Regions from separate parts of the Ovis aries genome. Here region 2 is linked to region 1. The links are chromatin contacts, called in public Hi-C maps. All regions are on one chromosome and are shown on one strand. Each heading gives the region's core, a stretch centred on a gene start, on an enhancer-like site or on the middle of the called end of the contact. The rest is flanking DNA. Distances are from core to core; before and after follow the strand shown.

Region 1 (4,167 bases), core at 570-3,069:
TGATGTATTCAAGCAAAAGGAGACCCTCGGGCTGAAGGCAGACAAGGAATCCAGATGAAGTTAGGGGTGGGGGCAGGCATGCAGCACTTTGCAGCCATGGGGAAGAACTTTGGACTTGATGCTGAGTGTTGAGGGAAGCCGTTGATGAACAAATTTACCACACAAGAGCTTCTGGCATTTGATTTTACCCAAAGGGGTAAAAGGTAAATTATGTAAAGAGAACAATTTGATATCCATGCATGGCAGGTTCCAGAAAAGCTTTCTTCATGGGTGACTGTGACCGTTTAGGAAAAGATTAAGCTGTGATCCTTGAATAGCAGCCAAACCCTCTCTTCCCGCCGCCATTGTAATTGGATGGCCCCAGACAATTTATCTTGATCCAGCAAATCATTTGGCATTTGTCCTTATAAACAAGACAGAGATGTGACCTGGATGATAGAGATGCAGATTTAAAATTGAACAATTTTGATAAAGTAGAGGCAATCTCTGTGGGGGCATACCAAAGCTCCATTCTTAGGCTGCCTGGTATTGTCATGAGTCCCGTGAATGGAGACAGCAAAGCTGCTTTTACCCTGCAGATGGCTGCTGGCTGAGAGGCAGCTCCAATACAATGGGTGATGAAGCAGATTCAAGGCAGCCTTGACAGATTGTAAAGCTGGGTTGAAACCAACAAGATGAAATTCACCAGGAATGAGTGCTAAATCCTGTGTTGAGGTTGTGAAAAAAAAATTGGTTACATAACAATTAGACAGGGGAAATATGAATAGATGGAAATTTGTGAGAAAGAAAGGAAAAGGGATAGAGGAAGGGAGGAAGGAAGGGAGAATGAGGGAAAGAGGAAGGGAAGGAGGGAGGGAAAGAGAGAAAGAATCAATCAGGTGGTTTTGTTCACAAGCTCATAATTATGTGTCCTTGTCAGGAGAGCCAACAAGGCACCTAACCAAGAAAAAAGCTTGACCTCTGAGGGATGGGGAGTTCCTTACCCTAAGTGTCCAGGCCCCTTCAGGGCACCATATTGTGAGAAAGAGAAGGTGACAAGCAAGAGAAAATCAGAAGAGGGATACAGATTAGTGAGGATTTGACCAAGTTGAATGGTAAAGATGACCAGAAACAGGAAAGAAGGAGAGATTGGTGGGTGCCAGGGCAAGCTTCCAGTGTGGAATTCATACGTGCAGTTCTAAGCATTTGGTTTGCCCAGGGATGAATATACTACCGGGCAGTGGTGAGCCTCACCCTGAGGGTGAACCTCACCCTGAGCCAACAGCAACATCTGTTGCGCTCCAGTAAAGCACCCTTTGCATCATTATCTCTTTTAATCCTTACAATAATCCTACAAGGCAGAGATTACCACAACTCTCATCTTAAAGGAAGGCTGTGGAGCAGAAGGCTAAGGAACTTGCTTAGAACTCAAGAGGAGGAAGAAGCTAGACAGAACTCGGACCGGGATTATTCCCAACGGGACTGCACCCTACCTTCCCAGCACCGCGCAGGTTGTTTGTGCGGAGAGGACCGCGCAGTTCTTGACAGTTTTTGGAGACCCTCATAAGCAACTCTTTGTGTTGTAAGCAACAGCAATTCTCCCTCCCCAAATTTTGCACCCAATTTTGAGGGCTCTGGAACTCCGAGAACCCCAGTGGACTGACCCTATTCGCTACACTCCCTTGCAGCCGGGGGTCTGGGCGCGCAGCAGGGGCTGCGGAGTGGGCTGCGGGCATCGAGGGGGCGGCGCCCGGAGGCCCGCGGGGTGGGGCGCCGCCTGCAGGGGGCGCTGGCGGCGGCTCCGGGCGGAGACAATCGCGCTGAGCGGCCACCGCAGCCAGAGCGGGAGCCCGAGCCGCGCGGCGCGGCGCTGAGCTGGGGCTGAGCGGGGCCGGCCGAGCGGGGCCGGGCGGGAGCCATGGGCCGCTAGGGCCGGGCCGAGCCCCGCGATGCCGCCGCCGAGTGGCCCCAGCGTCCTCGCGCGGCTGCTGCCGCTGCTGGGGCTGCTGCTCGGCGGCGCCTCCCGGGCTCCCGGCAAGTCGCCGCCGGAGCCCCCCAGCCCGCAGGGTGAGTCTTGGTCGGGAGGGGCACTGATCCTGGGCCTGCGTACCCCTCCTACCCTCGATCGGGACCCGCCCGCCAGCCGCTTCTTCGCGGCGCTTGTGAATTGAGGGGTATTCTATTCCCTGGATTTGGGTGGGGGGAGCTAGGCGACCTGGGGTCGTCGCTTACGGGGGAGAGGAGGGAGAGAGAGGCAGACCGCCGGACGGGGGTCTCGGGGAGGCACAATGGGGAGGGCCGGGGTCCCCAGGCTCCGTGCCACCGCCCCCTCCTGCCTTGTTTTTCTCCCTCCTGGTCCGCGAGGCGCTGCTGCCAGAGCCATTGTCTATCGGAGACACCCGCCCAGGGGCGGGCTGGGGCGGGCGCCCGCTCCGCAGCCCCCAGCGGGTTCCTCGCTCCCGACTCCCGCTGGGTTGGGGGCGCAGGCAGCGGCTGCCACCCTGGGCCCGGACGGGGGCTGGGCGCCTGGAGCTGGGTTTGAAGGGAGGAGGTGAGAAGGGGGAGTGGGTGAGGCGGTGGGCGGATTGGCTGCTCGAATGGGGTTCTTCACCCTGGAGCCTAACTGCCCCCCGCCGGCCCCAGGTTCAGAATTTGGGGTGCACCAAAGAAACGCCGATTGGCCCGTGATGGAGGAGGGGCTGCAGTTGGGGGTCTGTCTGGAAAAAGGGGTACGTTGATTCCCAGCTCAAGGCGCATGGCAGGGCTGTGGTTGGTGGAGGAGCCATGCTGAGCTGGCTAACTGGCTGTGGGCAGTGTCGGCTGGAAGGGCAGGTGCCTGGGTCCCCGTCCAGGAAGCCTTCAGCCACTCCTGCCCCAGCCCGCCCCCAGCTCACCCCCTCCTCCTCTTACCTCTTCATCGCGGTGGAGGAGACCCTCCCAGCGCCTCACGGGCCCAGGTGTGAGGTGGGGGTGGGGTTGGCTCCTGCCGCGGGAGAGGGTGGGAAGGCTAGACCATGACTCCCTACCGATGCCAGGGTTCTCAGGGGTGTCCACCCCACCCCAGCCCTGCGCCTGCCTCCTAGTCCCTGACCCCCACCCCCCCCCCCACCCCAGCCACTGTCCTCCCCACTCCTGCCTCTGAGCCCCATCCCAGCCTGACATGGTGCTCTCTACTCTTTGCCTTTCCATCAAGGAGCTGGCAGGAAAAGCAGGGGGGTGGGTGGTGTCTGGATGAGGGAAGTAAGGTCCGGATGAAGGGAGGGGGTCGGATTTCCTCCTGGAATGAGGCAGGGCTGAAGCCTGGACAGGCGGATCCTGGGTGGAATGTCAAGCTTTGAGGAATGGGGAAGGATCTCCCTGGCCTCAGTCTCCCCTGCTCTCTGCAGGGGTGGAGGCTCTGATGGGTAGGAAGGGGCCCTGTTTTTTCAGGAAGCCTCTTCCTCAAGAGCTGCACACCTGAGGAGGGAGCCCAGGGAATTGGCTGGAAATGAGCCAGAAGAGGGGGTTCTCCCAGGTTGCTGGCTAGGGGCCCAGGTTGAGGAGAAAGGGGGACTCTGCTAGGCACCTGCCCATCCCCTCCCCAGCTTGGCATTGATGCCTCCTCACGCCTTACCTGCCCACCCCTGTCTTATTCCCTAGGACCCCTTCCCTTTTCTGAGGCTCTGGCCCTTGAACCCAAGGCATTCCTTCAAATGACCATATTCCAGACTCCCAGGTCCCTTCTTCCCAGCTGCTCCATCCAGCTGCTCCTAACCCCGGGTAGGGGTGGGGAGCCTGCAGCCCCTCTGGCTTCTCAGAATTCCTGCTGGGTGGTGGTGGGGAGAGGGGGAGCGTGGACAGGCTCAGTACCCAGGAGAACCAGAAAGCAGGAAAGGGTCGAGTGCATGCACACCCACCCTCTGAGCTGGGCTCTGGCCTGGGAGGCGAGAGGGAGGTGGGCTCAGGCGAACAGCTGGACGGGATGCCAAGGGCAGGCGTGGCGCTGGCCCTGGGGTTGGTTGAAAGCCTGAGACGAGACACCTGTCGCTGTTGCGTGTCAGACTCCACGTGAGGCCCCATGACCTCCTCGTGCCCTGCTGCCCTCAGTTCCGGGCTCGGCCTTCTGCACCTGGACTCTCGTAGGTTTGTGTCTAGCACCCCGCCCACTCCCCCGGGGCCCCCACACTGCGGCCTCTGTACCTTTTCAGG
Region 2 (4,167 bases), core at 621-3,120, 140 kb before region 1:
AATGAACTCTTTAACGTAATTTATCATTTATGTTGTACATTTTAATTCTCTTCTTTAACCTCACTGGACGTTATTATTATTATTTAAATCATCAATACTTATTTAGATTTCTGTACAGATCTTATCACTTCTTAAAAAATTTCTTTGAATTGAGATAGAGTTCATCATTGTAAGTGTACAGTTCAGTGGTTTTTAATACTGTCACAAGATTGTACAATCATCGCCACTAGACACTTTCATAACATTTTTATCATCCCCAAAATAAATCCTGTACTTATTAGTAGTCATCCCCATTACTTTCTTACCCTAGTCTGGGCAACAACTAATCTACCTTCTGTCTTTATGGACTTCCCCATTTTGGATATTTCATATAAACAGGATCACTCAGTATGTGACCTTTTGTGTCTGGCTTCTTTTATTTAACTTAATGTTTTAAAGATTCATATGTATCATAACATATGTCAATACCTTATTCCTTTTAATGACTGAATGATATTCCATCGATGGAAGTTCCACTTCTGTTTATCCTTTCATCTGGTGATAGATGTTTGGGTTGTTTCCGCTTTTGTATACAAGTCTTCATTCCTTCCTGCATCTTAGACCTTCCGTTTGGCATCCCTCTCCTTCTGCTTGAATGGCAACCTTTAGAATTTCCTTTGTGAGGCTCTGCTGGTAGCAAACTTTCTTAGTTTTACTAGTTTTCTTTAAAAATTCAGTGTCGAACTCTAGGTCAAAAGTTATTTTCTTCCAGCATGTTCAAGGTATCATTCATTCCACTGTCTTCTGGATTCCATTATTGGGTTGAGAAGACTACTCTGAAGGTTTTCTTTCTAGGTTTGGCATTCTGAAGTTTCACTGTGATGTATCTACATGCAGGTTCTGTTTTGCGTGTCCTGTTTGGGTATTTGGACTCCTAGAACTTGTGGATTGATGCCTTATCAATACTGGAAAATGTGTAGTCATTATCTTTCAAATCTTATCCTTGCCACACTCTCTTGTCTTTTTCTTCTAGAACTCTGATTAATCTCTGATTGACTTTTTAAAATTAATCCTCCCTGTCTGTCAGTCTCCTTTCTCTTTTTGCCCCTCTTTTCCACATTCTGGGTAATTTCTTCTGCTCCATCTTCCAATGCCTTTCTGGGATCCCACTTCACCTTAGGCTTCACCTGGAAATTCATTAACTCTCGTCAAATATCTGTGATATCGTTGAGGAGATTTAAAAAATCTTTTACGCAGCATTTGCAGTTGTTTTCAGTCGGAAAGTTGGTCTAATGGTAGCCCATTCTTACTGGAAATGGAAGTCCTTTGTCCTCATTCCTCTCGTTCGTCATACATTCTCCCTTCCCTGCTGCCCCAAGTTGGAGCCATTCTCCGAGGACTGGCTTCCTTCCACCAGCCCTTTCCCTTCCTGCCCTTTAGAACTTTCCTACCACAGAACTAGAGTTGACCGTACCCCATTCAGCGGCAGCACCCTGGGACTTGTCTTGCATGATTCACTTATCAAACAATTTGGGGAATGACTTATTATCTCCCCCACTAGGTGATCATCTCAGGGAAGGCAGGAAAAGACCCTACCAGTGGCTCCAAATCCTAGCAAATCAGAAGATGTGGAGATGGGGGAGATTCGAGTTAAGGAAGTTTGAAGCCATTTCTGGGTCTGCCTAGACATCTGGAGGTGCAGGCTAAGAACTCCGCCCCTCTCCGCCACACACACACACACACACACACACACACACACACACATACACAGTGGATCTTCTGCCCAGAGCTGAAGGCTTCTGGGAAAGATTGTTTCTGGTCTGGACCAGCCTGGTCTAGTCTGAGATCTCCAAGAGCCGGGCGGGGAGGCTCGTCTGCACTGCCTCTAGTCGACAGTAGGTGGCAGCACACACATTCTCATTGCAGCCCTGCAGCTGTTCGCGGACTTCCGGGTGGGGCTAGGACAGAACCGAACATGAAGGAATGTGACTGTCCCAAGTTGGACCTCCTTTTAGTCCCCGGTGCCCAAAACAGAATACAGTAAACAAGTTCTAAGCCAACGGTCTCTTTGTCTCCTCTCCCCTAAGGCTTCGAGCTACGGCGATCCCCACCAAATAAATTCCCGTCTCCTGTCCCGTGTTGTTTTTTTCTCCTACTTAATTTTGCCCTTGCTGACTGTCTTCTCAAATGCTCACTCTTTCGATCCACTGTCTTAACCATTCTAAGTTCAAAAAAAATTTTTTAATTGATTCAGTTCAGTTCAGTTCAGTTGCTCAGTCGTGTCTAACTCTTTGCGACCCCATGAACCACAGCACACCAGGCCTCCCTGTCCATCACCAACTCCCGAAGTTTACTCAGACTTACGTCCATCGAGTCAGTGATGCCATCCAGCCATCTCATCCTCTGTCGTCCCCTTCTCCTCTTGCCCCCAATCCCTCCCAGCATCAGAGTCTTTTCCAATGAGTCAACTTTTCACATGAGGTGCCCAAAGTACTTAAGTTTCAGCTTTAGCATCATTCCTTCCAAAGAAATCCCAGGGCTGATCTCCTTCAGAATAGACTGGTTGGATCTCCTTGCAGCCCAAGGGACTCTCAAGAGTCTTCTCCAACACCACAGTTCAAAAGCATCAATTCTTCCGCACTCAGCTTTCTTCACAGTCCAACTCTCACATCCATACATGGCCGCTGGAAAAACCATAGCCTTGACTAGACCGAACTTTGTTGGCAAAGTAATGTCTCTGCTTTTCAATATGCTATCTAGGTTGGTTGTAACTTTCCTTCCAAGGAGTAAGCGTCTTTTAATTTCATGGCTGCAGTCACCATCTGCAGTGATTTTGGAGCCCCCAGAAATACAGTCAGCCACTGTTTCCCCATCTATTTCCCATGAAGTGATGGGATCAGACGCCTTGATCTTCGTTTTCTGAATGTTGAGCTTTAAGCCAACTTTTTCACTCTCCACTTTCACTTTCATCAAGAGGCTTTTACTTCCTCTTCACTTTCTGCCATAAGGGTGGGGTCCCCTGCATATCTGAGGTTATTGATATTTCTCCCAGAAATCTTGATTCCAGCTTGTGCTTCTTCCAGCCCAGCGTTTCTCACGATGTACTCTGCATATAAGTTAAATAAGCAGGGTGACAATATACAGCTTTGACGTACTCCTTTTCCTATTTGGAACCAGTCTGTTGTTCCATGTCCAGTTCTAAAACTGTTGCTTCCTGACCTGCATTCAGATTTCTCAAGAGGCAGGTCAGATGGTCTGTATTCCCATCTCTTTCAGAATTTTCCAGTTTATTGTGATCCACACAGTCAAAGGCTTTGGCATAGTCAATAAAGCAGAAATAGATGTTTTTCTGGAACTCTCTTGCTTTTTCCATGATCCAGCAGATGTTGGCAATTTGATCTCTGGTTCCTCTGCCTTTTCTAAAACCAGCTTGAACAACTGGAAGTTCACGGTTCACATATTGCTGAAGCCTGGCTTGGAGAATTTTGAGCATTACTTTACTAGCATGTGAGATGAGTGCAATTGTGCGGTAGTTTGAGCATTCTCTGGCATTGCCTTTCTTTGGGATTGGAATGAAAACTGACCTTTTCCACTTCTGTGGCCACTGCTGAGTTTTCCAAATTTGCTGGCATATTGAGTGCAGCACTACAATGATCTTAAACTTTACAGATGATAATGAGTGCTGAGAAAACTATGAAAATAAACAGAATGAAAAAGGTCTTGCCTTACAGACTATGAAGCCTCCAGAGTTAAATCGATGTAGCATTGCTATGGGAATAGATAAAGAGATCAGAACAGAATAGAGAATCCAGAAATAAGTCCCACTACCCAGGTTCGATCCTTGGGTTGGGAAGATCCCCTGGAGAAGGGACTGGCAACCCACTCCAGTATTCTTGCCTAGAGAATTCCAGGACAGAAGAGCCTGGTGGGCTACAGTCGATGGGGTTGCAAAGAGTCTGACAGGACTGAATGACTAACACACAAACATCAGTTTCTAAGATATAACACAGGGGGTTGTTAAGTTAACCAGGGGAAAAAAGGAAAATGATTTTGCAAAAGCAGGCTTTCCAAATGAAAGAAAATAAAACTAGAGCTTTATCTTACACCAAATATAAAAAAGAACTTTAGATGCATTAAAATTTTAAAATGTAAAAAAAATGACTTATTTTACAACTAGTGGATAGAGAA

The links. Hi-C and Micro-C count contacts between places; a contact is called where the count stands out from the background.
Region 2: a Hi-C map of liver shows a contact between it and region 1, with 2.9 times the contacts expected there. The contact joins the enhancer-like site here to the promoter of FAM171A2 in region 1. A contact is called at or near these places in 3 of 16 Hi-C or Micro-C datasets (liver, skin fibroblasts and tail adipose tissue).

Annotation. Positions count from the first base shown.
Region 1 is chr11:43,902,198-43,906,364 of ARS-UI_Ramb_v3.0, reverse strand. It overlaps FAM171A2 (family with sequence similarity 171 member A2), which reads left to right and starts at 1,819. Exons shown (of 8, transcript XM_027974424.2): 1 at 1,819-2,046. The coding sequence starts at 1,929.
Region 2 is chr11:44,039,359-44,043,525 of ARS-UI_Ramb_v3.0, reverse strand. No RefSeq gene overlaps it. Among named protein-coding and RNA genes, the nearest start is that of GPATCH8, 20 kb to the right of the region's middle. Within about 2 kb of position 1,870, at least 5 of the 54 cell types and tissues checked have an H3K27ac peak or open chromatin away from gene starts, as enhancers often do. A contact at or near this core is called in liver, where this site is marked.